Regions from separate parts of the Zea mays genome. Here region 1 is linked to region 2. A link is a contact called in public Hi-C data. All regions are on one chromosome and are shown on one strand. Each heading gives the region's core, a stretch centred on a gene start, on an enhancer-like site or on the middle of the called end of the contact. The rest is flanking DNA. Distances are from core to core; before and after follow the strand shown.

Region 1 (5,093 bases), core at 2,435-4,934, 160 kb after region 2:
CTCGACCGCCTCCTGACTAGAGGCGAACTTGGTGGCGATATCCATCAACTCGCTCGCCTTGGTGGGAGTCTTGCGACCCAGTTTGCTCACCAGGTCGCGGCAAGTGGTGCCGGCGAGGAACGCGCCGATAACATCCGAGTCGGTGATGTTAGGCAGCTCGGTGCGCTGCTTCGAAAACCACCGGATGTAGTCCCGCAAGGATTCCCCTGGCTGCTGGCGGCAGCTTCGGAGATCCCAGGAGTTCCCAGGGCGCACGTATGTGCCCTGGAAGTTTCTAGCGAAGGCTTTGACCAGATCGTCCCAGTTGGAGATCTGCGCAGGAGGCAGATGCTCCAGCCAGGCTCGGGCGGCGTCAGAGAGGAATAGGGGGAGGTTGCGGATGATGAGGTTGTCATCATTCGTTCCACCTAGCTGGCAGGCCAGCCAGTAGTCCGCAAGCCACAGTTTCGGCCTTGTTTCCCCCGAGTACTTGGTGATGGTAGTCGGGGCTCGGAACCGGGTCGGGAATGGCACCCGTCGTATGGCCCGGCTGAAGGCTTGCGGACCAGGTGGTTCGGGCGAGGGGCTCCGATCCTCCCCATTGTCGTAGCGTCCCCCACGCCTGGGGTGGTAGCCTCGGTGCACCTTTTCGTCGAGGCGGGCTCGACGGTCGTGGCGGCAGTGCTCGTTGCCGAGGCAACCCGGGGCTGCAGGCGTCGCGTCCCGCATGCGCCCGGTGTGGACCGAGGCTTCCCGCATGAATCAGAAGTCGCGGCGCGATGCTCCGGGGGTACCCTTGCCTTCGGGAGGCAAAGCTCTCGGCCCGTCGGACCGCGGCATCCTCCAGAAGATTCTTGAGTTCTCCTTAGATACGCCGCCCCTCGGTGGTGGATGGCTTCGGCATCGCTCGGAGTAGTATTGCCGCTGTAGCCAGGTTCTGGCTGACTCCACTAGAAGCCGGGGGTAGCCTTGCCCTGGCATCGTCAGTGATACGGCGCTGGACGTCCTGGGCCTGATGACGCGCTTCTCTGGCTAGTGCTCGGCCTGCCCATCCCTGCTCGATGTTTTGCTGGAGCTGCACAAGTTGTCCTGCTTCCTCGTCGAGCTTGGCCTGCATCTCACGGATTTGCTCGAGCTGTGTGTCCTGACCCGCAGGGACTGGGACCACAGCTAGCTCCCGCAGGATGTCAACGCGAGGCGCAGGCCCAGGGGGATCATCGTCCTCCGGCATACCAAGGTGGTTGCCTTCGTCGTGACCCCCTAGATCGACGTGGAAACATTCGCGACTTGGGCCACAACCTTCGTCGTCAAGGTTGTGGCCATCATCGGAGCAATCGGAGAGGCAGTAGTCACATGCGGTCATGAAGTCTCGCATGGCGCTAGGATTACCGAGCCTGGAGAAATCCCAACCAGAGTCGGGCTCGTCGTCTTCCTCGGAGCCCGGGGGCCCGTAGGTCGAGACGGCCGTCAGTCGGTCCTAGGTTGACCACATATGGTACCCCGGAAGGTTAGGATATGCCTTTATAAAAGCGCTCACCGAAGCGGGATCGCTTGGTGGATCGAAGCTGAATCTAAAAGGCACAGGGTGGAAAACGGATGGTACCTCTCGATCGATGGACGGTGATGAAGTCGCGTCGGGGACGGACTGCACCGTTATGTCAGGTATGAGGCTAACGCCCAGCAGGCCCTTCGCGAGCGTGCTGGCGTCATCTGTCCGCTTGGGGTTGGCGTGTTGCGGGGAAATGTCGCTCGTCGTCGTCTCAGGCGCGAGGTCTACGCCCGACATGTCCCCCGCTGGGGCGCCTGCGTCGTCGACTCGCTCGATAGCCAACGAGGTGCCGCCTCCTGCTTGGCCACGGTTTCCCCGCCTCCTGCTCCTGCGGCGAGGAAGGCGACAGGACAAACCCGGATGCTGATCTTCCGCCATGGGGGGGAAACGTCGCCGAGTCCGCCGCCGCCGGGCGGGCTGACGGCCGTCGTTGTCGCTGTCGCACTGTGGGGGAAGGAGTACCATGTCGTAGCTGCCGTCGAGGGACATGAACTCGAGACTCCCGAAACGGAGCAGCGTCCCGGGCTGAAGAGGTTGCTGGAGACTACCCATCTGGAGCTTGACGGGAAGTTGTTCGTCAACACATAGCAGTCCCCTACCTGGCGTGCCAACTGTCGGCGTTTCGACCCCGGGGGGTCCCTGGACCGACGAGTAAATTGTCGCTGCGTGCCCCAGCCCAGATGGGTTGGCGCGAGACGGAACACAAAGGGGGGAAAACTGCGGCCTCGTGTTGTCCTGCGCCGGAGTGGATGCGCTTGCAGTAGGTGTTACAAGCGTTCGCGAGGGAGAGAGAGAGTCATGCGCGACCACCCTCTCGTATGAGGGCCCTGGCCCTTCCTTTTATAGATGCAAGGAGAGGGTCCAGGTGTACAATGGGGGTGTAGCGATATGCTAACGTGTCCGGTAGAGAGGAGTCGGAGCCCTATGTACATGCCAACGTGGCTGTCGGAGAGGTGCTAGTGCCCTGTGTGGCTGTGTACATGGTGCCGTGGCCGTCGGAGGAGCGTTTGTGCCCTGTAGAAGCACAGCTGTCGGGGTTGTCGGGACCTTGCTGACGTCTCCTTGCTTCCGTAAGGGGCTGAGAGCCGCCGTCGCCATGGACGCACGCGGGGAGCCATCATTACTTGTTACCGGGGCGAGCCTGGATGGGACGTCGGTCTTGTTCCCCGTAGCCTGAGCTAGCTAGGGGTAGGGTAATGATGTACCCCCTGTGGCGTGGTCGGTCCGAGCCCGAGGTCGGGCGAGGCGGAGACTCCTCCTGAGGCCGAGGCCGGGGTCGTGCGAGGACGCGATTCCTCCCGAGGTCGAGGTTGAGGCCGGGCCCTGGGGTCGGGCGAGGCGGAGACCACCTTCCGAGGTCGAGGTTGAGGCCGAGCCCTAGGGTCGGGTGAGGCGGAGTCCATCTTCCGAGACCGAGGCGGGGGCCGAGCCCTGGGGTCGGGCGAGACGGAGACTTCTCCTGAGGCCGAGGCCCAAGGTCGGGCGAGGCGGAGCTTCCTGTGGCGCCTGAGGCTGGACTCAGCTGCTGTCAGTTTCACCTTGGCGTGTGGCACAACAGTTGGAGAGGGGCGAGCGGCGCTGTTTTCCTGTCAAGTCAGTCAGTGGGAGGGCGAAGTGACTGTGGTCACTTCGACCTTGCCGACTGAGGCACATGTGTTAGGATAAGGTGCCAGACGATCCTTGCATTGAATGCGCCTACGATACGGTCGGTTGGTGAGGCGATTTGGCCATGGTTGCTTCACTACGAAGCCTGTCCGAGCTGGGCTTCGGGCGAGTCGAGGGAGCGCCTGTTGCTTGAGGAGGCCCTCGGGCGAGACGTGAATCCGTCCGGGACTACTGTTCCCGCCCAAGGCTGGGTTCGGGCGAGGCGAGATTGCGTCCTTGAGTAGACGAAGCCTTGATCTGAACTGTACCCATCAGCCTCTACAGTTTGCGCTGATGGTGATTACCAGCCGAGTTTAGAAGTGTTAGGGTACCCTTATTTATGGTATCCGATATCGGTCGAGCCGAGCTGCTCGATATCCACCCTACGTCTACCTCGACGGACGGTCATCCATCAAGTCGCGACCTAAGTCCGGAGGAAAGCGTGAGGGCCGTGTTTGGCTCGTCAAGCAGCCCGGCCCATTAAATTGGGCCGTTTAAACCCTTTAAACCCTATATATGCCTTCGTTCCTCGATCGTCAGCCGCCGCCAGTTCCTTTGCCGGTTCGCGCACCACGCAACGCAAGTGCTCTTCCCTTCTTCTCTCTCGGTTCTCGCCTTCTCGGCCCTCCTCCTCTATTCTTCCCTCTCGTCCACGGCCACAGGCTAGCCGGCCTTGAGCGCCTGTGACGGCGCAGGTTCTGGGGTTGCAACACGCCCCTCCGCCCTTCCGGCGCATCTGCTGAATTCCACTCTCCTCTTGCCCGCCGGCGTCGCCTCTTTTCTTTGCTATCGTCGGCCTCGGACCCCAAAGACGACAACAGCAGGAGGGCAGCGCACCTGTGAAAGCGGCGCCTCTCTTGCCGTTAAATTTCCGCGTCGCCTGGCTTCTCTTCCGCACTCTGCTTTCAAGCCCCTCTGCCATGACCGTGCCCACCAAAGACGACAGCCAAAGGTAGCTCGCCTCCTCCACCACGAACCGCCCCGACATCTCCAAACCCTCACCTCTTCTTCCTTTTTTTTTGCTTCGTGCAGCGGCACGGTGGCCGACACAGTGCCATTACCGACATACCGTTCGTTAGCAGCGCCGGTGAGGAAGCCTGTCGACAAGTTCGCGCTCCTCCCGGCCTTCCTCAAGGTCAGCATGACGTTTTCATTCAGCAGAAGCTGCTGCCTGTTGATTTATTATCCAACAATTTTGTCACACTCACTTTTAATGCTCCCTGCATTCACGGGCCTATCCAGTAGTTTTCGTGTGTTAACCCGATTATTACCATGTGGTTTGTTACAGTCACACCTTAGTGCATGATTTATAAACTGTTAGCCGCAGATTAGCTCCTTGCTTGTTCTATACTTGCTTGGGTTATCTTGTATCTATTTCTAATTTACGACTCATTTTGTTCATTGGTCACTCCTATCAACTCATGCACTTGTTTTTATGCGCCAATGGATTTTCAATTTTAAGCTCTTGCCTTGATTTAGTTTTTTTCTTTGATGGATGTAAACAACAGGTTAGAGGGCTTGTGAAGGAGCACATCGACTCATTTAACTACTTTGTCAACAAAGGAATCAAGAAGATCGTTGAGGCAAACAACCGAATTGAAGCGCGCAACGATCCATCCATTTACCTTAGGTATGCTTGTCAATTTGTGTAATATGTATTCTAACTATTGTTAAATATCTATTTTGTTGTCACATTGCAGGTACCTTGGTGTGCATGTTGGCATGCCCTCGGTACATGTAGAGTATAACATTGAAAATATCACACCACATTTTTGCCGCCTTACTGACCGCACGTAAGCCTTTCATTTCCTCGTATATTTTTTAACGTAAATCCATTTCCTCATTTGCATCAGTTTGTAGTTTGTACTTGCAACTAAGAAAACAAGAGACGTTATGTTACACATCATTTGAGCTAGATGGA
Region 2 (4,989 bases), core at 2,291-4,790:
ACACCGGACATGTCTGGTGCGTTCTGACTTCTGCTCTGACTTCTGACAGCGCACTGTTCGCTTTTGGAGTCGACCATTGGCGCATCCGACCGTTGCTCCGTTGGCTCACCGGACACTGTCCGGTGCACACCAGACAGTCCGGTGAATTATAGCGAAACGCCTCTCTGAGAAACCCGAGAGTGGCCAGTTCGGGAGGTGCTCGGCCTGGGCACCAGACAGTGTCCGGTGCACCACTGGCAGCACCTTTACTTGTCTTTTGCTCCAAACTTTGTAGAGTCCTTAACTCTTTTTCTTTGTTGGTTTGTGTTGAACTTTATGCACCTGATATAAATGACATCTAGCGAAACTAGTTAGTCCACGTGGTTTGTGATGGACGTCAAACACCAAAATCGATTATAGGAAATGGTTAAGTCAATTCCCCTTTCACCCTCACATGGGCTACCCTTTGCGTAGGGGCACCAACGAGGATTAGTCGGAACCTTGCGTGGTTCCGGATACCTCGGTAAAAATACCAGTGTCATCCACGAGAGTTTACATCTCTACCTTGCTCTTTACCTTCCGCATTTATATTAAGTATTTAAGTTTCAATCTTGTCTTTCTAATTAGATCATTTAGGATTGAAACTTAGGCTTTGCGATTGAGATAGCAACACTTAGACAAAACCTAGTTTGCACATTCTAGTTTGATTATTGCATAGGTTTTGTTCTAGGGATTCATTAGTAGCCTAGTTTAGAGAAAGTTTTAGAAGTCCTAATTCACCCCCCCTTAGGCGTCACCGTTTCATACAATTGGTATCAAATCCTGGTTTGGCTCATTTGAAATGCTTTATCTTCACCACTAAAAGAGCTGACGCTTTTTAGAGAAAGGGGATGGATACCCATAGGCCACCACACTTCGACGACACTAGCTTCCCATATTATAGTGCTAGAATGGCTTGTTACCTAGAGGTTGTTGATCTAGGTGTTTGGAGAGTCACTCGTGAAGGGATGAAACCACCCAAGAATCCCGAGAAACCCACCACGAGTGAGGAAAAAGAAGTTCATTTAAATGCTACAGCCAAAATTTGCTTGTATGAATCTCTTAGCATGGATATTTTTAATCACGTTTTTACATTAAAAACTGCCAATGAGATTTGGCTAAAATTTTATGAGCTCCATGACGGCACATCCAATGTCCGTGAGCAAAAGCATTACCTAGTCTTAAATGAGTATAATTATTTTGCTATGAAGGATAATGAGCTTTTTAGATATATGTATTCTTGTTGAATCTAATCATCAATGAGCTCAATTATATTTGCATTAATAAGCTAGGTGATGCGGACACTGTGAGGAAGATTATCTCCCTACTACCACAACAAAGATATGGGAGCATCATCACCATTCTTCACAACATAGAGGACTTGAGTCAAATGACCCCGACCATTGTGATTGGGAAAACTGTGGTATTTGAGATGTCGCGAAAAATGGGTCGACAAGAGGAGCCAACTTCTTCAAGGGCATATGCTTTTGCATGTGATGAAAAGAGTAAAGGAAAGAAGAAGTCTCCCGCTCAAAGTTTATCAAGTGATGAAGAGGAAGAAGAAAGTGATGATGATGATGATGATGATGATAATCAACCATCAACATCATCCTCCGAGGACAAAGAAACAATCCGACGTGTCATACCCGGATTTAAAGGATAAGGCCGGGTGCGTCTCATATGCGCGCCAAAGAAGAACACCACATATAATGACAAAGTGTATAGAGATAAATGTCACAAATATCATAAATGTCATTATTACATAGCAGAAGTGTTACAAAAAAATAAATGATAATAATAAAGCGAACTAAGTATTATTCCCTTGTGCCACAAAGCTGACTGGGAGACGCCACCTAGATCAACTCATATTCTTCATTATAGGGCGGCTCCTCCTGTACCACCTGCTCTTCACCTATGGGGGGTTTATATATCGCAAGAGTGAGCTCACAAAAGATCATAGCTCAACAAGTTGTGGGGAATAATGTGCATGAACTCACCAAAGGTGGGAGTTTATGTGAAGTGTAAGGTTGATCAACGATAAGGGGTTAAAGCTGAGCATTGCTTTTAATAAGTTGGTCAAATTTTATTAGCAGTTACTAAATATAAGTAAAGACCAAACCAGAGTAATAGTAGATCAAAATTAATAATAAATCCCAAAGCGATGCAAATGACAAATTGAATTTAATTCTATAATTTAATCATGCAAGAGTCTTGAGTTGCTCATGACCACAAGCACGACTAGTATACCAGTTTTACACTCTGCAGAGGTTGTACCCTGTACCCTGTACCCACAAGTCGTGTATCCCATGTTTCCAGGGTTAGCTAGACCCTTAGACACTACCAAGGTGAATGGCTAGGGATCCACTATGAGGCCTTTACAAAGTTCCACTACCTTCAGAAAACCCGCTACAGTTTCTAGGAAGAGCAATACAGGAATCCCCGTCTGACCGCCATCACAGCAAAATCAACCCGGGAACCTCCCTACACGCCTACTCCCCTACTGCCCTTGCCCCTATCGGGTAAGGTAGTCCTCCACTAGCTTTCCTAGTTAGTCAGCCAAGGGCGTCTCATTCCACCCTTGTGGTGGCACGTGTTTCTCAAGTTAAGCTCGATGTTCCAATTAACATAATTGTCTTATCAAAAACAGGAATAGAACAGTAATAAAGAATGAACAAGTGTAATAGTTATCTCAATGCCCAAAACCAAGTATAGCAATAGCAATGACTACCCAAAAGTTCAGGGGTAAACAAGGTGAAAAGATAATTAAACTAGGGTGACCTATTGGGTCTCATCAAAAATAAGCCTATGCAGGATAGAGTGATTATAAAGAACATTATTGGGTAAATAAAGTGATTAAGGGCACAACTTGCCTTTAACGAGCTCCTGCTCAGCAACTTCTACCTACTGAACACCTGGATCATCTGTGGCTTGCTCGTCTACTCACAACAGTATAAACAAACATGGCATAGCAGAAATTAACATCACACTAAACATAAATACAGAATTCATAATAATAATCTACGTATCATAACGAGACTGTAGGAAAAGAATCATTAAATTTAGAGTTACGGATTTTAAGTAATGATTTTCCGAAGTACTTATGTGTTTGGTACAAGATTAATTGAGTGATCAATTCTAATGTGGCTTTCATGTTAAAACAGTGGCACTAAGTGATAAACAATATTATTACAAATTATAGAAACTAGAATGGACTAAAAAGGAGTCAGCATGAATTTTCTATGAATTATACAAGTTTCTACAATTATTTTTGCATTAAAAATCATTTCGAAATGAATTTCTTTGATTTTATATTTCCCTGGACCGTGCACCATAATAACAGAAAGCGCAAGGGCAACTGCGCAAAAGGTCCATGACACAGAGCGCCCAGAGCTGTACTGGGGGTCAATATCAATAAATCCGGGGGTCTCTTATGTAAAAATGAAATGGCGAAGGGGTATCCGTTGACACGAGCCAGATCAGATTCAGATCCTATTTCCCGCAAACCGGTTGGAGCAGGAGCCACACGATTCAAGATCAACGTTCAGGGCTTAATGAATCCTAGATCGGATCTCCACCACTGGATTCTGCATCAATGGTCGCCACTCGCTCCGATTGAATCACTACCAAGCTTTTAATCCCAGTCGTTCAACAAAGATCGAACAACAAAGGTTTGTCTTCTTCCTCCCACCTCAATAGACGGCGGCGCAAGCCCGATACACGGCAGCCCTTGTGCTGGCGACAGGATCTACCACACATCGGAGCACTGCCCGAACCCCGCCTAGTGCTACATGAAGAGGAAACTAGGGCGAACCCAGCTGTGGCCCAAAAATGGTGAACCAGCGGGTTGCTGAGCCTATCCATAGTAGCACACGAAGCCGCCACGAAATGCAAATTTCGGTGAGAGATTCCCAGTGCTCAATTACCCCATCCCAAGTCCTGGAGTGTTAATCGCGATTACAGTGACGAGATGAACGGATTGCGAGGACTCATACCAGCGCCAAAGCTCTAGAAACGATTGTCCACAACGGCGTTGTTTCTCCCCCTCTCTGATTCTCTCCAATGGCGGCGAGGTTCTCGGGAGGTCTCTGTGAGCACGGTCGACGGGACCCTTCCCCCATATATAACCACGCGGATGCTTGCCGAGTCAGCCGGAGCCAGGAAACCTGGGGAGGGTTGTTGCGTCGGCCATCCCCGTGGATCTCGACGAGGAGGTTTCGGCATACCTACCGCGCTTGCGACAGACACTGGCAACATGGTCCCACTGGCAGCGAACTTGGCGCGAATGACACAAGGCGGCTGACGCGCTGGCCCCACATGTCGCCGCAACTTTCCCCCTCGCGGACTGGGCTGACGCGTGGATGAAATTGGGCCAAGCAGAACAGAGGCCGGCTCAAGCGCATGGTTTTCCCCTTTTCTTTTTTTCTTTTTCTTTTTTGTTTTCTCTTCTTCCTATTTTCAGATTTCAAATTTAAATTCAAATTTTGTTGGGTTGCACACGTTGAGCTAAATGTACAAATTCAAATCCTAGTGTAGGAACAATATATTTATTTATATATATATTTTTTTGTATATAGTATTCCCTTTCTCTTCTTTTATTTGTAAATTCCCATTTCTAAATATTCAAGTTAGTCACTAAATCCCCAATTTGGATATTAATTTATTTCCATTAATGTGACTACTATTATTATTAAATGCACATACAAATAAAAGCCAACATGATGCACAAATTAGTGATGTGTGATTTGTTAATTATTTACTTTTAAATGTGGTGTTCACATGTGTTAATAAGTAGAGGCTACACATATATAGGAAATAATTTCATTTCTTATGCTTTTTACAAATTGGGTATTACACGACGCGTCAGAAAGGTAATGGGGATGATCCGCAAGATTAATCTAATGGGTGTGCCCTTATAGGTCGAGGATCTTCTCTTTAACATTGACATGAAAAAACAAAGAAAGAGAGAATGCT

The links. Hi-C and Micro-C count contacts between places; a contact is called where the count stands out from the background.
Region 1: a Hi-C map of tassel shows a contact between it and region 2, with 3 times the contacts expected there. The contact joins the promoter of LOC103629391 here to the enhancer-like site in region 2. A contact is called at or near these places in 3 of 25 Hi-C or Micro-C datasets (ear, leaf and tassel).

What each region holds. Positions count from the first base shown.
Region 1 is chr6:69,176,276-69,181,368 of Zm-B73-REFERENCE-NAM-5.0, forward strand. It overlaps LOC103629391 (DNA-directed RNA polymerase III subunit 2), which reads left to right and starts at 3,685. Exons shown (of 38, transcript XM_008650527.3): 1 at 3,685-4,124; 2 at 4,205-4,307; 3 at 4,681-4,802; 4 at 4,873-4,965. The coding sequence starts at 4,093.
Region 2 is chr6:69,012,996-69,017,984 of Zm-B73-REFERENCE-NAM-5.0, forward strand. No RefSeq gene overlaps it. Among protein-coding and RNA genes, the nearest start is that of LOC103629391, 160 kb to the right of the region's middle. Within about 2 kb of position 3,541, at least 20 of the 20 cell types and tissues checked have an H3K27ac peak or open chromatin away from gene starts, as enhancers often do. A contact at or near this core is called in ear, leaf and tassel, where this site is marked.